Linked DNA regions of Mus musculus: all the other regions are linked to region 1. The links are chromatin contacts, called in public HiChIP or PLAC-seq and promoter capture Hi-C maps. All regions are on one chromosome and are shown on one strand. The core of a region is the stretch at or near the end of the contact, and the rest is flanking DNA. Distances in the headings are between cores, read along the strand shown. Region 1 holds the start of Hsd17b11 (hydroxysteroid (17-beta) dehydrogenase 11). Region 2 holds the start of Thoc2l (THO complex subunit 2-like). Region 3 holds the start of 1700016H13Rik (RIKEN cDNA 1700016H13 gene). Region 4 holds the start of Mepe (matrix extracellular phosphoglycoprotein with ASARM motif (bone)). Region 5 has its middle 26 kb from the start of Mepe.

Evidence for each region. Promoter capture Hi-C pulls out the DNA fragments that hold promoters and counts their contacts. HiChIP or PLAC-seq counts read pairs in DNA pulled down with a chosen protein or histone mark.
Region 2: a contact with region 1 is called in a promoter capture Hi-C map of the HPC-7 cell line. The contact joins the promoter of Thoc2l here to the promoter of Hsd17b11 in region 1. A contact is called at or near these places in 5 of 39 promoter capture datasets (the C10 cell line, the HPC-7 cell line, cranial neural crest and 2 more) and 2 of 115 datasets of contacts at active chromatin or transcription factors (microglia and pancreatic cancer cells).
Region 3: an H3K27ac HiChIP or PLAC-seq map of large pre-B cells shows a contact between it and region 1, with 2.7 times the contacts expected there. The contact joins the promoter of 1700016H13Rik here to the promoter of Hsd17b11 in region 1.
Region 4: a contact with region 1 is called in a promoter capture Hi-C map of neural stem cells. The contact joins the promoter of Mepe here to the promoter of Hsd17b11 in region 1. A contact is called at or near these places in 10 of 39 promoter capture datasets (the 3T3-L1 cell line, 3T3-L1-derived adipocytes, cranial neural crest and 6 more), 1 of 15 datasets of contacts at CTCF or cohesin (the NIH/3T3 cell line), 4 of 115 datasets of contacts at active chromatin or transcription factors (embryonic stem cells, forebrain, pancreatic cancer cells and 1 more) and 1 of 9 other capture datasets (embryonic stem cells).
Region 5: a promoter capture Hi-C map of pre-B cells shows a contact between it and region 1, with 2.1 times the contacts expected there. The contact joins the enhancer-like site here to the promoter of Hsd17b11 in region 1. A contact is called at or near these places in 6 of 39 promoter capture datasets (cranial neural crest, frontonasal cranial neural crest, maxillary cranial neural crest and 3 more), 2 of 115 datasets of contacts at active chromatin or transcription factors (embryonic basal ganglia and forebrain) and 1 of 9 other capture datasets (embryonic stem cells).

Annotation. Positions count from the first base shown.
Region 1 is chr5:104,020,268-104,024,282 of GRCm38.p6, reverse strand. It overlaps Hsd17b11 (hydroxysteroid (17-beta) dehydrogenase 11), which reads left to right and starts at 2,487. Exons shown (of 7, transcript NM_053262.3): 1 at 2,487-2,753. The coding sequence starts at 2,544.
Region 2 is chr5:104,505,870-104,509,724 of GRCm38.p6, reverse strand. It overlaps Thoc2l (THO complex subunit 2-like), which reads right to left and starts at 1,375. Exons shown (of 8, transcript NM_001166581.2): 1 at 1,154-1,375.
Region 3 is chr5:103,653,587-103,657,727 of GRCm38.p6, reverse strand. It overlaps 1700016H13Rik (RIKEN cDNA 1700016H13 gene), which reads left to right and starts at 2,004. Exons shown (of 4, transcript NM_028824.1): 1 at 2,004-2,283; 2 at 2,672-2,806. The coding sequence starts at 2,742. It overlaps Gm42138 (a long non-coding RNA gene), which reads right to left and starts at 2,031. Exons shown (of 3, transcript XR_880498.2): 1 at 1,606-2,031.
Region 4 is chr5:104,323,453-104,327,485 of GRCm38.p6, reverse strand. Mepe (matrix extracellular phosphoglycoprotein with ASARM motif (bone)) reads right to left here and starts at 2,157. Exons shown (of 3, transcript NM_053172.2): 1 at 2,082-2,157; 2 at 354-421. The coding sequence starts at 2,091.
Region 5 is chr5:104,349,332-104,353,465 of GRCm38.p6, reverse strand. No RefSeq gene overlaps it. Among named protein-coding and RNA genes, the nearest start is that of Mepe, 26 kb to the right of the region's middle. Within about 2 kb of position 1,380, at least 24 of the 459 cell types and tissues checked have an H3K27ac peak or open chromatin away from gene starts, as enhancers often do. A contact at or near this core is called in pre-B cells, where this site is marked.

The DNA.
Region 1 (4,015 bases), core at 1,238-3,737:
AGCACCCTTTATTTGTGTTTTATTTATTTGGATATTCCTGTTTTTGAAACAAATTCTCTCTACATAGCCCTGGCTGTCTTAGAGCTCACTATACAGACCAGGCTGGCTTCAAACTCATTGAGATCCTCCTGCCTCTGCCTCCCAAGTGTTGGGCATTAAGAAGCATGCCACCATCCCTGGCTAACAGGATTGTTTATGTAGCTCAGGGTGACATGGAACTTTGAATCCTCCTGCCTCCACTTCCAGATACTGGGATGGTATGTGAGTGCCACTATGTCCCGGGAAAACCAAAATCCTAACTTATGATAGGAAGAAGATTGGCCTGCACACCAGACTCCTTCAGATCTGACGTCCAGCCAGGGGGTCTTACATAGTTCATCATTTCAGGCTAACACTGCTTTCCTCTGCTGTGCTGTCTCAGGCAGTCAACCCTCTAGACAGAGGCACACCGAGGAAAGCCACTTCTGACCCACAGGAATGTAAATGTTTCTTGTTGACTTTCAGTTTTCAAAAATGAACCGGGAGAGGGAACAAAAGCAATGGCTGCAAGACAGAAAGTAAGTCTGATCCGTCCTGACAATGGGGAAGTAAGCTACCGAAGACAGAAACTGGGAGTTAGAAAGAAACTGTTAACTGGGAGTTAGAAAGAAACTGTTCGATCTCGGACCCTGGGACAAGGGACTGAGGTGCATATTACACAAACCAAAGCAGACTTTGCCTTCAGTCTCCCCAGCATCCTTCAGTCCCTACCTGGCATACCCTGCCCCCAATCTTGAACTTTCCAGCCTAGAGGCTGGGCTGCCCTTCCCCCAGAGGCTCCTCTCTGTATAATTCAGACATTTTGGTCTCTCTCTTCTTTTCCTCTTCTCTCTCTCTCTCTCTCTCTTTCTCTCTCTCTCCCCTTCTACCCCAACTTTCCACTTTACCCATGGTGCTGTCTCTGGCCTTGGTCTTTGGGGCCAGTGAACTTAAGCCTCCTGAAAGCAGCAATGAGCTGACTTTAATATAATTTAATCTGGCTTAAATTGGCTCTGTAAACTGGAGGTGGAGAAATAACCTATCAGACTCCTGGAGAGGATAGGATACTTTTTCTCTGCCAACATCTATAGTTGTTGGAACAAGAAAGAAAGAAAAAAAAATAGAACCTTGTTGCCTAAAGTTACAAATAAAACTTAACAGAAGTAGCAAAGGGAGAGAGAATTATATTGGGATGATAGGAGACAGGAAGATAAAGAGCAAGCAAAGCAAGCCACATCCTCAGTGTCACAGGAGGAAAGTCAACGGATAACATTTATAGTTCATAAACCAACCACTCAACAGACAGGCTATTAGCTTGTTCCTGCTGCTAAATGAGGAGAAACTGCCTCAAAACAACCTGGGGAAGAGAGAGTTCCAGGCCAGCCAGAGCTACACAGAGGAATCCTGTCTCAAAAAGTGTGTACTGGGGACGAGAATGCTGGAGAGATGGCTATAGCTCTGTGGTTAAGAGCACTGTCCATTCTTCCTGTGGACAATGGTTCAATTCCCAGTGCCTACATGCAGGTTCACAGCTCCTAGTAACTTCAGTTCTAGGAAACCCAGAACCCTCATCTGCCCTTTCCCCACACCGGGAGCAAAAATAGTGTGCACACAGGCAGGCAAACCACCCACCATTCTTGAATATATGTTTTGTTTCTCGTTTTCAGATTCTCAGAGGCCGAGTGGGAGCTGGTTGCCCCGCTACACGGCTCTTCCCTGGGGAGATGGGTTTACTGCTTCTCCTAAAACTTGATTATGCCTTGGGAGGATACACCCCTCTGCCCTCCAGAAATGCTCAATTCAAATTAAAATGCGATGTAGGGTCATTTCTAATTCAGGAGCTTGGTTTTCCCTCTTGTGCTTTGTTTTGCTTGAAGGGTTGTTTGTTTTGTTATTAATTTTTGGTTAGCGTGCAAAGAAATGGGTTTGTGACTTTTATACACAAACGTGCCAGGTGTTCTAACCCGCCCCTCCCCCATAGCCGTCCTCCCATCCCCCTCTTGCTACTTCTCTTCCTTTCCCCAAAGAGTCCCCTTCCTTGTTTCCTGGTCCTTTAAGGTGTGGCTCCACATTTGCAACCCTTATGCAGAAACAGACAACTGTCCACCGCAGCCTGAGCACTGCTAGCACTTGCCCTTCATCCTTTACTGCGCAGCGTGACGACCTCTCCTCTCCTAGGTCTGCTGCAGACAGGGAGGGGATTTTTCCATTTTAGGAAAGCGTGAGGTAACTAGCCCTCCTAGGAGGAAGTCCGCGATAGCTATCAGGGTCGCACCGCCCTAGGGCTTGCCTCTGAACTTCGTCCCTCCCAGATTTCCAAGCCAGCGAGCAGTTGCTCTGACTGCAGTCCGAGCCAATGGCAAAAACCCTCCTGAAGCCCGGCCCCGCGGAAGGAATGGTTTCCGAGTTGTTTGTTTCTCTTTAATAGGGGAACTCTGCCTTGCTTAAGCTTTTACTCTGTGCGTAACCGACACCCTCCAGAGGCCGTTTAGGACCGGGAACGAGAGCACCGGGCCTCCAAAAGGATGAAGTATCTTCTTGACTTGATCCTGCTGCTGCCTTTGCTCATCGTCTTCAGCATTGAGTCTCTTGTCAAGCTTTTTATTCCCAAGAAGAAAAAATCTGTCGCCGGAGAGATCGTCCTGATCACCGGAGCTGGTCATGGGATTGGAAGACTGACTGCCTACGAATTTGCCAAACTTAACACCAAACTGGTTCTCTGGGATATCAATAAGGTAACCGCGCTTCGTCGCTGCCTTTTCTTTGTGGTCCACACTGGCAAACAACCACCCTTTATAGTTCTCTGTAGAGTCCATAGAGCATATAGTAACTATTCATATTTTTTCAGATTATAAGAGAGGCATAATTTGATATCTGTTAAGACCACACGATGAACGGACCTATGGACAATGAGAATCTTGGCTATCTCCCTTCGCTACATTAACACTACATTAAATCCATCCTGAAAGTGGCCTATAATCTCCTCCTACTGACCATCATAAACTTTTGGAAAATACAGCAGTTTTAGGTGCTATACCAAGAGTTAGATGTGTGCGGCTGTCAAGTCTCGTTTGCAGCTGCTGAGATGGGCTCGAAATGACACCCTACAGGGATCACCATTGCACTGCCAGTTGCCTACAGGAGTCATCTAAGTCACCTTATAGAAAAAATAGTTAAAAGTGAAATAACTTCAGTGCGGTCTCCTGTACCTTCAGGTTGAGGTGGGAGGTGAGTTAGAAGGAGCTAGCAGTGAAGTGTTGGTCTGGCTTTTGGTGGATGACAGAGGGAATCTGAAGGCATCTTCTGGCTTAGCGTGCCCCTCACTGCACTGTGTACATCCATTCTATAAACAAGAGGTCAAGGTTCATGAGATTAAATAAGAACTCTAACTCTAGAGTGATTGTGACAACAAGTAATCAGTGCTCCATAGTATCTACAGCCCAGATGGTAAGACCTGGTGGCAAACAGGAGATGGGCTACCTACGTCTGGTGGAGAAAACAGATAATTAGATATGTATACGATGGATTAACAATGCAAACTGGGCCAGCATGGGTCAGCTAGCCAAGGCCCAGCATAGGCATATGGTCAGGCATATGAAATGGGCTCTTTGCTTCTTAACTGAGAAAGACGAGGCTACCCAGGCTTTAGTTTTCAGAAGGCCAGGGAGATGGTAAGTTAATGTGTGAGGTGATTTAGCCAAGAGTCTAGCAGGTGGCACACAAACTAGTCTGAAATTTTATTCTTTAACAAGAATGGTTTGGGCTTATCGTTTCTAATATACACAATTTTCTCTAAAAAAGTGTGTTTATCCAAAAGAAAAAAATGTTTGATGACTCTTACTGCCTTCTGGACAGTATTATAATACAGAACTACAGATACCTGTGATGAAGCAGCCTTCATGAGCTAAAGACAGTCAACAGGCAACCTGTACTATAAAATGCACAATTGGGTGACATAGAAAAAGGAAGCATGAAAGGAGCTTGGGACTGTGGGGTA
Region 2 (3,855 bases), core at 126-2,625, 490 kb before region 1:
CCTGGTCTCTATTTTGTGATGTGCTTTCTTTTCTTTTGTGTTTTCTTTTACCTCTATGTCAGCAGTTCTCAACCTTCCTAATGCTGCAACACTTTGATACAGTTAGTTCCTCATGCTGTAGTGACCCAACCATAACATTATTTTTGTTGCAACTTCATAACCTACTGTTATGAACTGTAATGTGAACACGGTTTCCAATGGCCTTAGGCGACCCATGCTACTTACACCATCTTTTGGAACTACAAAGCTTGCTGGTATCAAAATAACTGTTAAGTATAAAGAAGCTAGCATCCCCATTTTGGCTTGAAATGAAGCGAGAGTATTTATATGAGTGTTTAAGATTAAGACGTCTTCTGCAAAGCATTCAAAAGAATAACTTCTGCCAAATATTTGGGCATATCATGAATACATGCCTTCAAATTTGTATAAAGTATACTGCAGTGTTTTCAGTACTCTATAAACAATCAACGTTCTTGTCCATGCACCTTGGCTGAGTTTCTTGAACTGGGGCTTCCCAGTTCAAGTTAACAATAATGCCCAGTGTCAATTTAAGCTGATAATATTCTGATTTTGGTTGTAAATATGATCCTGAAAATCTCCTACGGGAGGTAAATTTCTGAGGGCAAATGTAGCAGGCAAACCTAGGGACGGCAAAACACACTCCTAAAATCCTGGCACCCCGTCCTTTCTCTTAATTTAATCGCAACCACCTTCCCCGTATCCAGCATTTCCACAGCTTCAGAATATTGCAAAAAACTACTTATTAGAACCGGGTGAGGAATACTGAAGTAATTCCCGGTAGTGCTGTCAACTCTTCACTCCTTTCGCTCCAGTTCCTGAGTTTACTGCACCTGGCACACAGTTTAACTCTTCGGAGCTCGCGGTCCAGAAACCACCTACTGCCTGCGGGCCAGGTAGGCGTTCTATGTGCCCAGAGACGCTCACGGGAGCCACCAAATGCCGGGGCTGAGGAAGCGCCCGGTGACACCAGATCTCATTTAAGGTCTGTTCGCTTCAAGAACGCCCCGGAAAGACTCGGGGGTCTGTGGCTTTCCCCTGCGTGTGTTAGCACAGCCCGGTCCGCCAAGCCGCCGCCGAGCTGGACAGAGGCCGCAGCCCGCCCGCTCGCCTGGGGGCCGCCATGCCGACTCACCGCTCGCTCGCGCTCCGCCCGCGCCGCCCGCCGCGACCGCGCCGGCTCGCGCCTCCCCGCTCCAGCCGCCGCGAACCGCCTCTACGCCGCGGCTCGGGAAGGGCTTCACCGCTCCGCGCCCTCCTGACCCAGCTCGATAGGGACACCAACGACACACCGCCGACTCCACAGAGCGGTGGGAAACCGGTCGGGATCTCCTCGGCGTTCGGCTGACGTCACTGCGGAGGGACGGCGGCGGTGCAGCGAGTCCTCTGCGCACGCGCGGCCGCACTTCGGTTGCTGGCGGGGGGCGGGGGGCGGGGGGCGGGGGGCGGGGTGGGGACTGAGGTCGTTGGTCATCACTGCGCCTTTGTTAGAAAATGCCTTGCTGAGGTGACTGTGTGCACTGGCGGTTTCATTTGAATGTGAATGCTAAATACAAACAATTCTGAGAGCTTTCCGAAAATGATGTGGTTCAACTGGTGGAAAATCTGGTAGTGTACTATGGAAAAAGTCTGTTTATCTCCCAAAGTATGTTGCATCTCAAGAGAAGTCAAGGCATGAGTTAGGGAAGGACTAAAATACTTGTTCACTGTAGACAGCTGCCAAAATTTGTTCCCAACCAAGCCCTTAAAGCTATTTATAAAACTTTTTATCAGAAGGATGTATGTATGCATTATACAGAAACTTGGAAATATTTTATAGTTATTGCACATTGTACTGGGAGAACTGGGACATTGCTACTTGTGGGTGTCTGTCATGCTCTCTATCCAGTATGAAAAGAAGCTTTGATGAGGGGTGAAAGTTAAACTTCTTTATTTTTAGATTAAAATTCTTTTTAATTTAAAAAGGCATCAGGTTTTAAATACATTAAGAATTGAACTCATATTTTGACCCCATCTCCGAAAATTGTCATTTCTGTTGTTATCTGGTTATTATGTCGTGTATGTATAAAATCAATAAATTGTTCAGGAGTATATATCTGACCATTATGTTACAAAGCAACAGAAATACATAAAATCAAATGAGATGTGCAAATATGCATATATGTATCTCAAACACATGACTTAATAAGGTTTTTTTGATTCAATAGTAAGCTGTAGACAGATAGAGATGCACATTAAAAAAAATTTTTACCATGATCAGGATCCACTACATTGCCTTGCATATAACAGTAGATACTGTATAAGTGGCTTGGTCACTTTCCAAGCAATTATTTCTATTTAGATGTCTTTGCCCAATATGAAAATAATGAATGTGGGTGGGAGATTGTTCATTTTTCTTTCCCCAGCAACTATTTAATGCCTGCATCTTGGCAAGAGCTGCACTTACCTGCAAACATCATGATGTCATTTTCCTTTATCCTGTGGTGTATCTGTGCCACATTTGCATTGCCCGTCCATCACTCGAAGGGCATTTAGGTGGTTCCCCCTCGCTAGCTATGGTGAACAGAGCAGCAATGGACACTGCTAAGCAAGCATCTGTAGGAGGATGTCCTTTGGGCATATGCAGAGGAGTGGATCTGAGTCATGGTAGATTTACTTTTAGCTTTTTGAGCAATATTGAGCATGCATGGTTTCTTATATATGGTCCCCAACTGGTAGAACTATTTGGGAAGGATTAGGAGTTGTTACCTTATTGGATAAGATATGTCACTGGGGTGATCTCTGAGGTGTCAAAAGCACACACCACTACCAGTTAGCTCTCTGCATCATGTTTATTATCTAGATGTAAGCTCTGGGCTACTGCCTCACCGCCATGTTTACCTGCTTGATGTCATACACCTCACCATGATGGTTGTGGGTTTGAAAGACTCCGTGAGGAGCCCCTCGCTCAGGCGTCGGGACAATAGCGGACACCCAAGAACTCATGAGAGACCAGGCTTGATGTAAACCACATGAGGCTTTATTCGGGGAAAGCCAGAGCTCTGGGGACGACTCATATCCCACGCAGGGGTAGAGGATTCGACCACGAGGGGAAAGGCCAGTTTTTATAGGCCCTCAGGGGGGAAAGGAGAAGGGAGGAGTAGGGGGTTTCCAGAACTAAACAATGTCTATTCTCAAGAAATGGGTATGGGAGGGGTACAAGGAAAGAGTCTGGTGCAGGTGTAGCAACTCAGGATTGGCCCGGCTGTGGTTGCTGGGAAGATTTTCCGACTCTTTCTCAGCAACCAATATCACAAACACCTGGCAGTGAGGTGCAGCAGTGGGCACACACCTGGGTTCAAGGAACGGTCAAAACATTGGCAGACACACGGGTTCAAGGAGTGGCCAGAGCATTGTGCACCTCTATTTTTCTAAATCAGTGAAGCTAGTTCTGCTAACAGTGAAATCTATCTTGCCAATTTCAGGGCTTCTGTGACCTTTTACATTCTGTCAGGATCTTTCAGGCTCACCCACTGTAAGGACCAATAAACTCTTTCTCTATAAGTTGCCTGGGTCCTGTTTATGCTAGAACAGCAATTGTAACTAAGATAAAGGCTATTTGGTACTCCACTATACAGGCAATTGATTCACGCTGTCCTGGAGTCTTTGTCCTAGGTTATACTTCTGTGAGTAGTGGGGGTAGCGGCGGGGGAAGGGGGGGAAGTACCCACCATGCATGACAGGTAGACTGGGAGTCTAAAAGTTTACATTTAGTGTAAAAATGTATAAATGTGTTACTTGTATCATTCCATGACACAGAAAATAAGGTGCTTTCCCAGGGTTTATGCTATGATAAAA
Region 3 (4,141 bases), core at 755-3,254, 370 kb after region 1:
CCTTTAATCCCAGCACTAGGGAGGTAGAGGCAGGTGGATTTCTGAGTTCTCAAATCCAGCCTGGTCTACACAGAGAAACCCTGTCTCGAAACCCCCTCTCCCCCAAAAAGGGGGTGGGGGTGGGGGTGAGGGCTGGAGAGATGGCTCATCAGGTAAGAGCACTGACTGCTCTTCCAAAGGTCCTGAGTTCAAATCCCAGCAACCACATGGTGGCTCACAATCATCCATAATGAGATCTGACTTCCTCTTCAGGAGTGTCTGAAGGCAGTTACAGTCTACTTATATATAATGAATAAATAAATTAATCTTTTTTTAAAAAAGAATTTCTTTTAAAAAATAAAATAAAAAGTTTTTTTTTCTATAAAGAGTACTCTTCTCACAATAAGACATGGTATATGCAATATAATCTGCTGTATAAACTTTACTCCAACAGTTAATGGATTAAACCAATGAACATTATATTTGTTGTTGAGACAGGGTCTCATGTCGTTTAGTCTACTATTGGCTCTGTGGCTAAGAATAGGCTCAACATTCTGATCCTCCTGCCTCTACCTCCCAAATGCTGGGCATGCACACATATGCCACCACAAGAGCCACTTTGGTGCTGAGTATTGTAACCAGATGGCCCCTGGGTTCAGTTGAACTAGATTCTAAATCTGTTTTATTTTCTAACAACCAGAAATCCTGGAGCTGTTGAGTTGATGGTTCTAGCTTTGGGTCTCTATGGAGTTTCAGTCAAGACTGTGTATGTATGTGCACTCCATGCATGCCTGGTGCCTTCGGAGTTCAGAAGAGGGTGCTGCACACCCAGGAGTCTGAGTTGTTGATGGCTGTGAGCCACCACACGGGTGCTTGGAACCAAACTAAGGCTGGTGGGCACATTGCAGTCTCCATCTATGCTAACTGAAATCAAATCGGGCTGAACTCTCCTACACTGGTCACATAATCCATGGTGGGGGGCTTCACCCCTGTGGCACAGACATTCCCCATTTGGACTACAGACACAATGAATCGGGCTTCTATACATTCTAGTTTCTTGTAGGCACAGAAGTACCTTCTACAGATAAGCCAGCTCCGCAGTTGCTGGCGGACATCCCATCATGCAGCTCGTCCCGTAACTTCCCACAACTTTTATTTTTTCTTTTTCTTTTGGAAAATGGAGGAAGCCCGGACATGTTTTCCGGGACATTCTAGGCTCAGTGATAGATCACTATCCTGCTCTGCGTGTGTGTGTGTGTGTGTGTGTGTGTGTGTGTGTGTGTGTGTGTGTGTGTGTGTGTGCGTGTGTGTGTTCATTCTTTGCGCTAGGAGAATTTGCTAGGCAGGGCGGATGGTACTTTCCTGTAGCTCCAGCCTAGCACTTGGGAAGCTGAAATAGATTTGCTGCAAGTCTGAAGCAAGCCTGGGCTACATAGTGGTTCTAGGCCAGTCTGGACTGTTTCAACAAAAACAGAAAAGAACAGCGACAGGTAGAGGGATCAGAGTATTTAACCTTAAAAGCTCGCCCTGAATTCACTATAAATGGAGGAGTTTCATTCCTTCCCTCTCAACAGAACCCTCTGTTTCATAGCGTTGATACTAAACTCACAATGATATAACCCTTACCTCGGGCTAGAAGCTCTCAGGCCTAGTCTTTAGTTCTCATAACCCGTGAAACATACACATATGATAGCCTCTTTGCTTTATGACGTCATTTAGGCTCGACGGAGGGACACAGGGAATGTCCTGGTGTTAGCAAGGGACAACTCTAGCAAAACCCTCCCGCATAGTGCCACGGTTTGCTTGGGACCCTAAGAGGTGCCTACATGAACAGGAACACGGAGCTGTCGCTGGATCCTCGAGAGTGGGCGTGGGACAATGACTGTCACCCACTGGGGCGAAGTGACTCCCATTAGGCAGGCTGGATCTGCGCCCCGCGCGCACACAAAGCCCTTTATTGAGGCACCGGGTGACGCAGGGTAGGCGCCGGGTGAGCGCCTGATGAGCCCCGCACCTGAGCAATCAGGCGCACCAGCAAGCAGGAGCACGAGCAAGCAAGCCGGCGCAAGTCGGCGGCTGGGCCGCTGCGAGTGCGCGGCCATGTGCACCTAGCGCGAGCTGCCCTGGGTCGGGGGCGCGGCCAGGGTGCGGCTGACCTGTGGGGTACAGGGGTTCCGGGAGCAGCACGGGCTGGAAGGGCGAGGCCGGCACTCGCTACCGCGCCCTAGCCGGTTCTGTCTGGAACTGAGAGCAGGAAAGGGCCGTGCCCTTAGGTAGCCAGCGCACCCCTGGGGTTCCATGCCGGTGAGGCTGGGTCGTTGTCCCCACCACAACCACTAGGGCGCGCAGCTACGAGACCAGGCGACGGGACTCAGGAGTACTCAATGACCGCCTACCGTGCCTGGGTGCGGGGGTGGGGGGGGTGGGGGGTGGGGGGGGGTGGGGTGGGGGTTACCAACTGCAGTCTTGCTCCGGATGACCCTCGCCTGGCTTTCCCTCACCTTAGACTCTTACTGAACTGATTGAGCGACTTCCTGGAAATGAACAGAACTAGCTCGTATGTTCATGGTTCAGGTCCAGTGAATGTTTATGATTCTTGACAGCCCTAAATGCTTTCTCCTAGCCTTTGATTATTTGGCCATAAAACTATTCAAATGAGAGCTGTTAATTAGGCCTGTCGCTGTTCTTTCAGGCAAAGTGCAAACAGCGGTGCAGATGTTACATCAGGCTCCTATGTAAGGAAACCACTGTGATCATTTGTCATGGCGTATGGCTTGCCAAGAAGGAACACAGTACAAACCATTTTGAAGGGCAGCTGTTATAAAGTGTAAGTACACACATACACACACATACACACACACACACACATTACCATGGCTGGAGCTTGCAACAGGGGCTGGGCACTTCTGTTCGCATTGTTACTGGAGTATATGGAAGCACTTGAATGGATCTAGATTTTGTCTTAAAAAGACTAGTTGAAAATTATTTTTATTTTGTTTGTACCTGCCTCTGTATTCACACTGCATTTGAGCAGGTGCCCATGAAGACCAAAAGACTGTGTCGGATCCGCTGGTATTGAAGTTACAGGTGTTACAGCGTCTCTCTGTAGATGCTGGCAACCAAACCTAGGTCCTATTTGCAAAAGCTGTTTGTGCTCTTAATGGGTGATCCATCTTTCCAGCTTCCTGAATGGTACTTTTGTAAGAATATATGAACAGGGGTTAGAGACGAAGCTCATGGATTAAGAGCTCTTGCAAAGGACCTGAGATTGGTTTCCTGCAACCTCCCACAAGGTGGCTCACAACCGTCCCTAACTCCGGTTTTATTAGATCTGTCGCCCCCTTCTGGACCAAATGGGCACAAAGCATGCGTGAAATAGACATATATGCAAGCAAAACACCTACATAAAATAATCTGAAAAGTTAAAATGTGCACTCAGGGGAGGGAAGGATTTAGTCAGCTTCATTTCCAGGATGCTTTTAGATTACACGTCATCACTGAAGGAAAGCAGGGCAGAAGCTTGAAGCAGAAACCACGGAGAAACGCTGCTAGCTGGCAAGCTCACAGGCTTACGCTCAGCTAGCCTTATCCCAGATCACCTTCCAGGTAGTGGCACAGCCTGCAGCGGGCTGGGCCCCATTCCCCACAGATGATATGGCCAGAGGCCTTGTGATCTGAGAAATCCCTCAGTTGAGTATCCCTTCTTAGGCCACTCCTGGCTGTGTCAAGTGGACAGTTAAAGCCAATAGACAATTCTAGCAAGACTTCACACCGAAGCAAGCCTTTGAAATGAGAAAAGAGAGGTTTCTAAGTTGATCAAACCAAAGGCATATGCTTACGTTCTGGGAGGCACTGTGTCACCTTGTTTAAAGACATTCTAAAAGTATTGTTTTAGGTTAGCATCTAAAATAATGGGTTCATTTGTATATATGTGTGTGGATATGTGTCTATATATACACATACATATTTATTATCTGTGTATCATTTTTCTTTAGTTTCAGTCATTCAAAAACACCTTTACTACTGCCATCTTAAAACCCAGTTATAGTGTACAAATGTACTAACAGTGCCTGTGTTTTTAAGATGCACGTTTTTGGCTGGTACAAAGGGCCAGTTTAGCTTCCTGTCCTCTTGGGCAGGCTGTGTATAACAACGTGGGCAT
Region 4 (4,033 bases), core at 908-3,407, 300 kb before region 1:
TGAGGGGATCCTACTGTGTGTGTCAAGATGCTGCCAGAGCACAGAGACTTTCGAGTCCCTTCTCAGTGCCATCTATGTATTTAGCAAGCCTTACACATTCGTGTCAAATCCCTCAAGGAAAAATATTATAAGGTTCTTTCGATTCACTGCAGTTTCTGTCTTTGAGCACTCTGCACTGATCGCAGCTGCCCTGGAGTGCTGCGAGAGGCTACTGGTTTTCTCAAAGACTCTGAAAGGGAGAGCATAGCACTATCCTATGATTTGCATAAGCAGCGGGCTTCTGAGTTTAGTGCTTCTTCACCTCTTAACAAGCCTGCTTGGAAACTAGAGAGACAGATTTTGCAAATGCTTACTGGTGCCGCCCAGGTCATACTGAAGAGGAGCAGTCCAACAGACACAGCCTGCATCTTCATGAGGCCCTCTGAAAGATAACAAGAACCTGTCTGAGCAATGCCAGTTATGCATTCCAGACGTGAGCACGTGCATATGCAAACATCCTTCCCACTTATATTCCTTTTGATATTTAGAATTACATACCTTATATATACACATTCTATAAAATTAGCATTTACATGAATATATGTACTTTGCACAGTTCATAGTCAGGGTTAATCTATTAATCTCTATTTCATGTCTGATTACTCACATGCAAAAATAAAAATCATTGACTATAATTAATCTCATAATTCATAGAAATTAGACACATAATTATTTACTCTATTGGTAACCTGCCATTTTCCCTTAGAAAAAAAATATTGTTAAGTGATTGCATAATTGAAACTTACAGTAAGGTAGCTTATCAGGTCACACCTGAATTGTTAAGTGTGCCAAGATGACAGATATAAAGGTAAGGAATGGAATCTTAGCAATTCCAGGCTAGTAACCCAATATACATCTTCATATTCATTAGCAAAATATCTGAACCAATCACTATGGAGGGGCCGGAGAATGGAACTCGTGAAGCAAGCTTTACTGTAAGTAAAAGCATTTACTAAGTATTAAAACGAGCTAAGCACCATGCTAAGTTTACATGTATTTATTTAATTGAGACCTACAACCGTCTTATGAGCCAGGTGGCTTTACCAGTTTCATAGACCAGGAAACAGACTCAGGTCACATAACATGTCCCACGACTCATGAATATTAATAAGCAGAACTGGGTTTGGTATTCTGGCAGAGTCACTACAGAACCAGTACTCCTAACTCAGACTTTACATCACCTCAAGTAAGTTTCTGCTCTTCCATCTTACTAAATAAAAGCTACGTGCAGTCAACTTAAAGAAGACCCTGTTTTATATAACATTCAATAGACGAATCTTCAGAACACTAGCATTTAGTTATCAATTAAAGCAGGTGTGTGGAGTGTGGCTAGTGTCACACTATGAGCTCGGAAGCTCAGCCATCACACTGGAAAATTATCAGCCCAGCTCTGGACAGCATCTGTTGGTCTTGATGCCAGTACTTATTTTACTGGCACATAAACATGTAACAACCAACATGAAAATGATAATGTGGTTTGTTGGAAGAAAATCCATTTAATGAGAACAGCAAGTTTTTACAACATTTAAATATTTCATAGTAAAACTTTTACTCAGCAAATAATGTAATTAAGATATATTGTAAAGTAAGTTATAATCTTCTAACCTAATATTATCTTAAGGATCTGAATCTAAATTCAAGTGATAACTTAAGTTTCTAAGTATTGTAGAAAGGACAGTCTTTTATCATTTATCAAATAGCTTAGTGCTGGTGGACACATCAGCAGAGAAGATATCTGTAAAGAAAAATATAACTGGTTTCTCCTGCATCTGGTTTGTAAGATGATGCAGTCCCAGTTAATGTGGATCTTGGTGATACTGATAGTCAGCTCACAGGCCAACTTCAAGCCATGAAGTTTAAATAGAGTTCTAGAATATGGTAGCTCCCCACCTACTGTACAGAACAGAGCACCGAATTTAGACAATAATGCAATTTTCATTTATTTTTAAAATCCTTAGCAGTACGGTAAGGTTACTGAAAGCTTAAGCAAGCACTTCTGACAGAAGGCAATTCTCCATGAGGGGCAGCGAGAGACAAATTACCTGGCGTCATTCACCTTCAGGAAAGCTTGGCTTCTTCGGGCTTAGTCTCTGGGCATTTGCTGAAATTTAAAGTTTGTGAGAGCCCCCGATGTCCAATCAGCATGGTTCACTCAGTACCAGCACGGAGTCTGTCACAAATGCCCACAGATGACCACAGGGGGTATGGTAATTTTAATCTAAAAATGTTTTGTGGTGGAAAGCTGCTATCAAATGTTCCAGAAAGTAGAATAAACAGAAAAAAAATATAAATATCTCAGTTTGGACATTATGTTGCAAAATAATTAGAACTGATTTTTAGAACTATTAACTAGGACTGGGTGAATGGGTTGCATACGTGTAAGTAGGAAATATTTGTAAACCAACAAATTTATAAGTGAAAAGTAGTTTTGTTGTTTTATTTAGAGAATGTACAACCTTAATTGTATCTGAATCTTATTCAGACACCAATGATGCTTTGAGCACCTACCATAGGGCGGACATTAGAGAAGCTTCAGTGAGTTAAAGAGAAAATATACATACAAACACACACAAATTCAACTGTCTCACGGGGCTCACCATCCAATGAAGGAAACAGACAAGGGACTACATCATATTAGACAGTTACAGATGAACTTCAACAGAAGCACTCATGGCGAGATCTCAAGCATTGGGAGTAAGGACACTGGGCTGAAGTTTTGCAGAGAATCCTGGGATGGCATCACTGAGAAGGTAGGTATCTTTTTAGTAAAGTCTTCAATGTGGCTTACATATATGTATTGCTCCAAATTCCACATCTTGCAAATAAAATTCCCATGTGATACTATTAAGGGCTTGTACAATCTAAGTCATCAGATGAGACTCTTCATGAGTGAGAGTAACAGCTTTAGAAAGGCTAAAGGAAAAGACTTTGAGCCTTTTGCATTCCACCTGTCTGACACGTGAGCGCACAACTTTCACCCCACCCCACCGCCAACTACCACCACACACTAAAGATAAAATAAGAAGATGCCATCTTGGAAGGTGGATCATTGTCTTGTACCAAACAGCGAACCTTCCAATCCTTTGTGTTAAACTTCCCAGCCTCCAAAGCCACAAGAACTCAAGACAGTAAGATGTCAACATTTATTCTCTCTAGATGACCACTTCTGGGGGATTTTGTTAAGTAGCATAGACTAAGAACGTAGCCGCATGGCTTTACATAGGACATTTCACCGAGTTCTAGGAAGAGCCAGCTTCAGTAACAGAGGCCTGCTGGCTTATTCCGGCAAGTAGTCAGACAGGAGTTAGATGGCCCAGGTCCTGCAGGTCCTCCACTTTGCCTGAGTGGTGAAGTCGCTGCAGGGTTGGGTACTGAGCTGAGGGATGGAGCACGTGCCAGCTCTACATAAGGCCTCGGATTCAGTCTCAGCACTGAATTTAAATTAATCAATTTAATTCAATTCCAGGTCGAGAAAGCTACTAGAGGTTTGAGCAGAGCTGATGTTGAAGGAAGGCAACCCTGACAGAGGAGCAAAGGCAGCCTGGAGCGGCAGAGCCCCCCTACCCCCTGAAAAGCATCCTATTCAGTGGGTTTTCACAGGAAAGCAGTAGGAATGGACTGCACCAGGGCCAGCTCGTGGGGAGACTCCCTCCGGCATCAGGATGGACTCAGGATTGTGCCATGTAATGGAAAACCTACAGTTGCTCTTTTATTGAAATAAGATAATATTCAAACGGTACTTTTGAGGATGAGTTTGTGAGTTTGAATTTGGATGAAGATTTTTATTGAATGATCAGCGTAGGGTACTGGGTCCTTTTTTCCTGTCCGTGGTGGTAGGAGCTAAAACCGAACTGCAATTTGTGTTTGTTATGGAGTGTTTATTTGGTCTAAAAATACAGTCACGCCTACTAGGATGGCTCACGGTAGGCTTGTGTGTAAATCAACCAATAAACATTATGAAATTTTTAAAACATACTTGTGTGTAAATTCAGCC
Region 5 (4,134 bases), core at 131-2,630, 330 kb before region 1:
TTTAAACATCATCGAGTGTTCTTATGCTTGCTAAGTGACCTCTGGGTGTTAGTAAATGAGTGGGGAGGTGGGAGGGGGGTAGCAGGCAGATGAAGGCGTGAAATAACCATCTAGAACAGGCAGGCACTTCCCAGAGGTAGTTTGGAAATACTCCAGTTAAAAATAAATAATGCTTTCTGTAAATTTCTTTCACAACCCCGCTGTAGTTCCAATGTGATCATAACTTTGTCAGCAAATTCTATTTTCAGCATGACTGGAAAACCTTTCACCTCAGCCTCGCTTTGGGAAAAAACCTGAGCTCTACTGTCAGACCTCTTCATTTCTGAGTTTGTCTCTTTGCTTTCCCTTTTTATAAGAAGTTTCATAGAAATTCCAGCTCATTTATCTAAGTGCCTGTTCCTCGGGGTCATTCCAAATTTCCACTGGATTAGATCTCCATGGTCAAACCAAGGTTGCCATGGTATGGACACTGCTGAGGGAGTTACTGTCAGGAGACTTTTATGGATGTTAAATACAAATGGTTGTTGTAAATGGTTTCATGACACCTTGCTTTTCTCTGACTTCTAAGTACTTCTAAGTATCAATGACAGCAAAGGTTGCTTTCCTTTGGGAACTCTCAAGAATGTCATACAAGCTTTTCAGAGAGTATGATCTAAGAATTTTTGGTTGTACTAATGGACTAGAAATAGGGTGATGTTGCTGTGATACTCTGACCACAGGCCAGAGGCAGATTTGAGCAGCATTGCAAAGGCCCTGTACTATGGCCGGGGTGGAGGTGGGGGTTGGGGGGTAAGGGGGGGGGGGAGGGAGATGAGAAAGCATCCAGATTAAAACTTAAAACTAAACCCAACGTTGCCTCTGAAAAAGGGGGCGTTTGCACAGTTCCTCCACCGTGTTTCCCCATTTGATCATTTTGGTGCATAGTTAAGTTCTGCATGACCAACTAGTTGTGTTCCTAGCGCTGTTGTAGCAAGACATAAACACATGAACTGATTTCTAGCCAGGGAGAAATGACCGTTATTTTGAAGTTGCTTCTGGGAATTTGAGAAACTCTGTCAGAGCTAGTATGCCCCTTTAAATCACCACACAGTGCCCAAGCAGCACATGCTAAAAATATAAATTAACCACAGGTTGTCTAATAACCGATATTTTTGTGAGTGTCTGTTGAATAGGACGGGGCAGCCACAGGAAGCAAGGGAAATGAGGTGAGACAGAGGGGTAGGAGTTGGTATTGCTTTTACTCGTTGCTTCTGGAAAGGTTTGTATACAGTGGCCTTTACAGTGTTTGCTGAAACCCACCCACAGAAGGAATATTCTGTTCTGTTTGAATTTGAGGGGGAAACAGGCTGACATTTCCGGGACTTCCTGGTCTGCTTCTCCAGCCCGGAAGAGGCTCTATCCCGCCCCTGAGTCTTGCTCTGCCTCTGACCCACTGTGGACACACTGCTTTGTTGGCTTAAAAAGGACATTCTGTTCAACAGTCTCTTATCCTTTTGTAAAAACGGAAACAAATAACAGAAAAGTAAGTTTCTATTGCAGAGAGGAGGAAGAGCAGTGAGGCTGGTCCTGTGTGTGCCTGTGTGTGCCTGTGTGTGCCTGTGTGTGCCTGTGTGTGTGCAGGGCTGGCTTCCGAAGTCTGAGGGCTCAAAACAGGCCCACACATGAAGTGCTTTAATTTAAAAAGAAATTGGAATATATACATATATATATACACATATATATGCATATGTATATATATATGTAAAAGCTTTATGCTTTATAAATACATATGTATTCCATATATATTCCATGTTTATATATATACATATATTCCATATGTTTTACACACACACACACACACACACACACACACACACACACATATATATATATATATATATATATATAGAGAGAGAGAGAGAGAGAGAGAGAGAGAGAATATCTAAAACTTACGGTCTTATTCACGTTAGCAAAAGTGCTCTTCCAGTGAACTATGCACCAACACATCAACTTGAAGTTCTTATAGTCATTTTGAGCTGTTGATTTGTATAGAGACATGATGGATGCCCTGGGCCATGTGCTCCTGCAGGTGTGATATGCAGAGCACAGGATGGAGTGGTAGATAGTATAGGGCATCCCCCAGTCATTTGAACAGGAAAGCTTGTGTTGCTTGTACTAGGAGGCACTCATTATGCAGTAGGTCCTGTTTCTTTGTGGGTTTCCACGGTTTTCATTCCATGAATAGCAGCATGCCTGTGTTAGTCAGAAGTTGCCAGGAGAATACAACCAGTACAAAATATGTACATATGGAAGAGGAGGCTCCTTATGGGAACTAGTCACTTAATTTATGGGAGCTGAGAAATGCCATGGTACACTGACTGTATGCTGGTGGTGTGATTCAGTTCAGTTCTGAAGACCTACAAACTGGGAGGCTGCAGTGTGAAAGCCTGAGTCTGAAGGCCAGAGAACTCATGTCCTAGAGCATAGCTGGACAATTCAGATAGAAAGTGCCCCCTTCTTTCACATTCCTGGGGAAATAGACTCACACACACACACACACACACACACACACACACACACACACACACATTGACATTCAGTGTATTGGATTACCCTAATGATTTTATTTAGCTTGCTCATTTGAATTCTCTCCTCTTTCAGAAACACCTCCATAGACCTGTGATGGCTGCTCTTGGTTGTAAACTTGACATAACAGGAAAGAAAAACCTCAACTGAGAAACTGGCTCCATTAGATTGGCCTAGAAGCATGTCTTGGGGGCATTTTATTGGTTGTTCATTGATGGAGGAGGGCCTAGGCCACAGCGGCTGGTGCTATCCTTTGGAAGTAGTCCTAGGTTGTATAAGTGAAGCAGCCCAGCAAGCCCAAGGGGGCAAAGCATAGCATCGTTCCTCTATACTCTCTGCTTAGCCCTGTCTCCAGGCTTGTGCCTTGTGTTCCTTCTTCAGATTCTCTGAATAATGGACTGTAAGTTGCTTTTGGTCCAGGTGTTTATCAAGCAGCAGAGTGTACCTAAAACCGATCCATTCATCAGTACTGTTTATAACTTACCTGGGCATCTGTTAGCCCTGACAAGCTGATATTAATCATGACAACATCCTTTGAGAGTTGGCACACATGAAGTGGCATGGTGATGTGGTGTGTGTGTGTGTGTGTGTGTGTGTGTGTGTGTGTGTGTGTGTGAATATAGCAGCAGCTACTCTGTGGGAGTTCATTTATGAAGAAACATGAAATGCTTCTATCAGTAGTAGCTACATTAGCGATTCTAAACTGATCAACTTCCTGAGAGAATAAGGAAGTGATAGCTGAATGGGGTTGCCATGAGTTCTGAAGGCATTTCTAAAACACTTTCAGGGATGTAGTGGTAAACTCCCTAAGATACACATTCAACAAGATTCCACTTGAATACACGTGTAAGCGTTGGTAATAAGCAACTCTAGAGCATCTATTCAAGAATCTCCAGAGGCCATTGATAAAATGCGTGGTCCTCAAGGTAGCACTACTGGGGGTGGTAGACATGAACACATGGGGTCCAGTGCCATGTTTTAGGCTCTCAAAGATTATCAAAAGAAATGAGCTTGCTTCAGCATGGACTGGAGTGTCCAAAAATGTAAGCTAACCTAAACCTTTTCCCTTTACAAGCTGATTGCCCCAGGTGTTTGCCACTATTGGTAGCAAGCATCCATCCTAGCTGGGAATTGAGTCAGAGTGCCCCACAACTTTGCCACCATGATGCTATGAAAGGGTGAGACCAAGTCAGGGTGAATGTGGCACCATGCCTACCTATCTGACACCGACAGCCAGTCTCTTCTTTTAGGAACAGTGAAGTCCCCATTCTCTGTCCTTTCATTATCTCCAACAAGCAGGCTGCATGGTTCAATCTCTGGCAAGAGTGAGAGCAACTTGATGACAGATTTTTCTAACATTTTCCATGGGCCAGAGACAGAAGCCTCCATTAATAGGGACTAGAAGAGTGAGTTCAGGTGGAGACAGACTCTCTGCCCATCCACCCAGACAGGAAAACCCATGTGACTTTCTGGCTGGCTACAGGCCTCCTTAAGCATCGCCTTTGGGGATGTTCTTTTAGGTTTTTGTTTGTTTGTTTGTTTGTTTTTGAGTGATTGGGTTTTTATCAA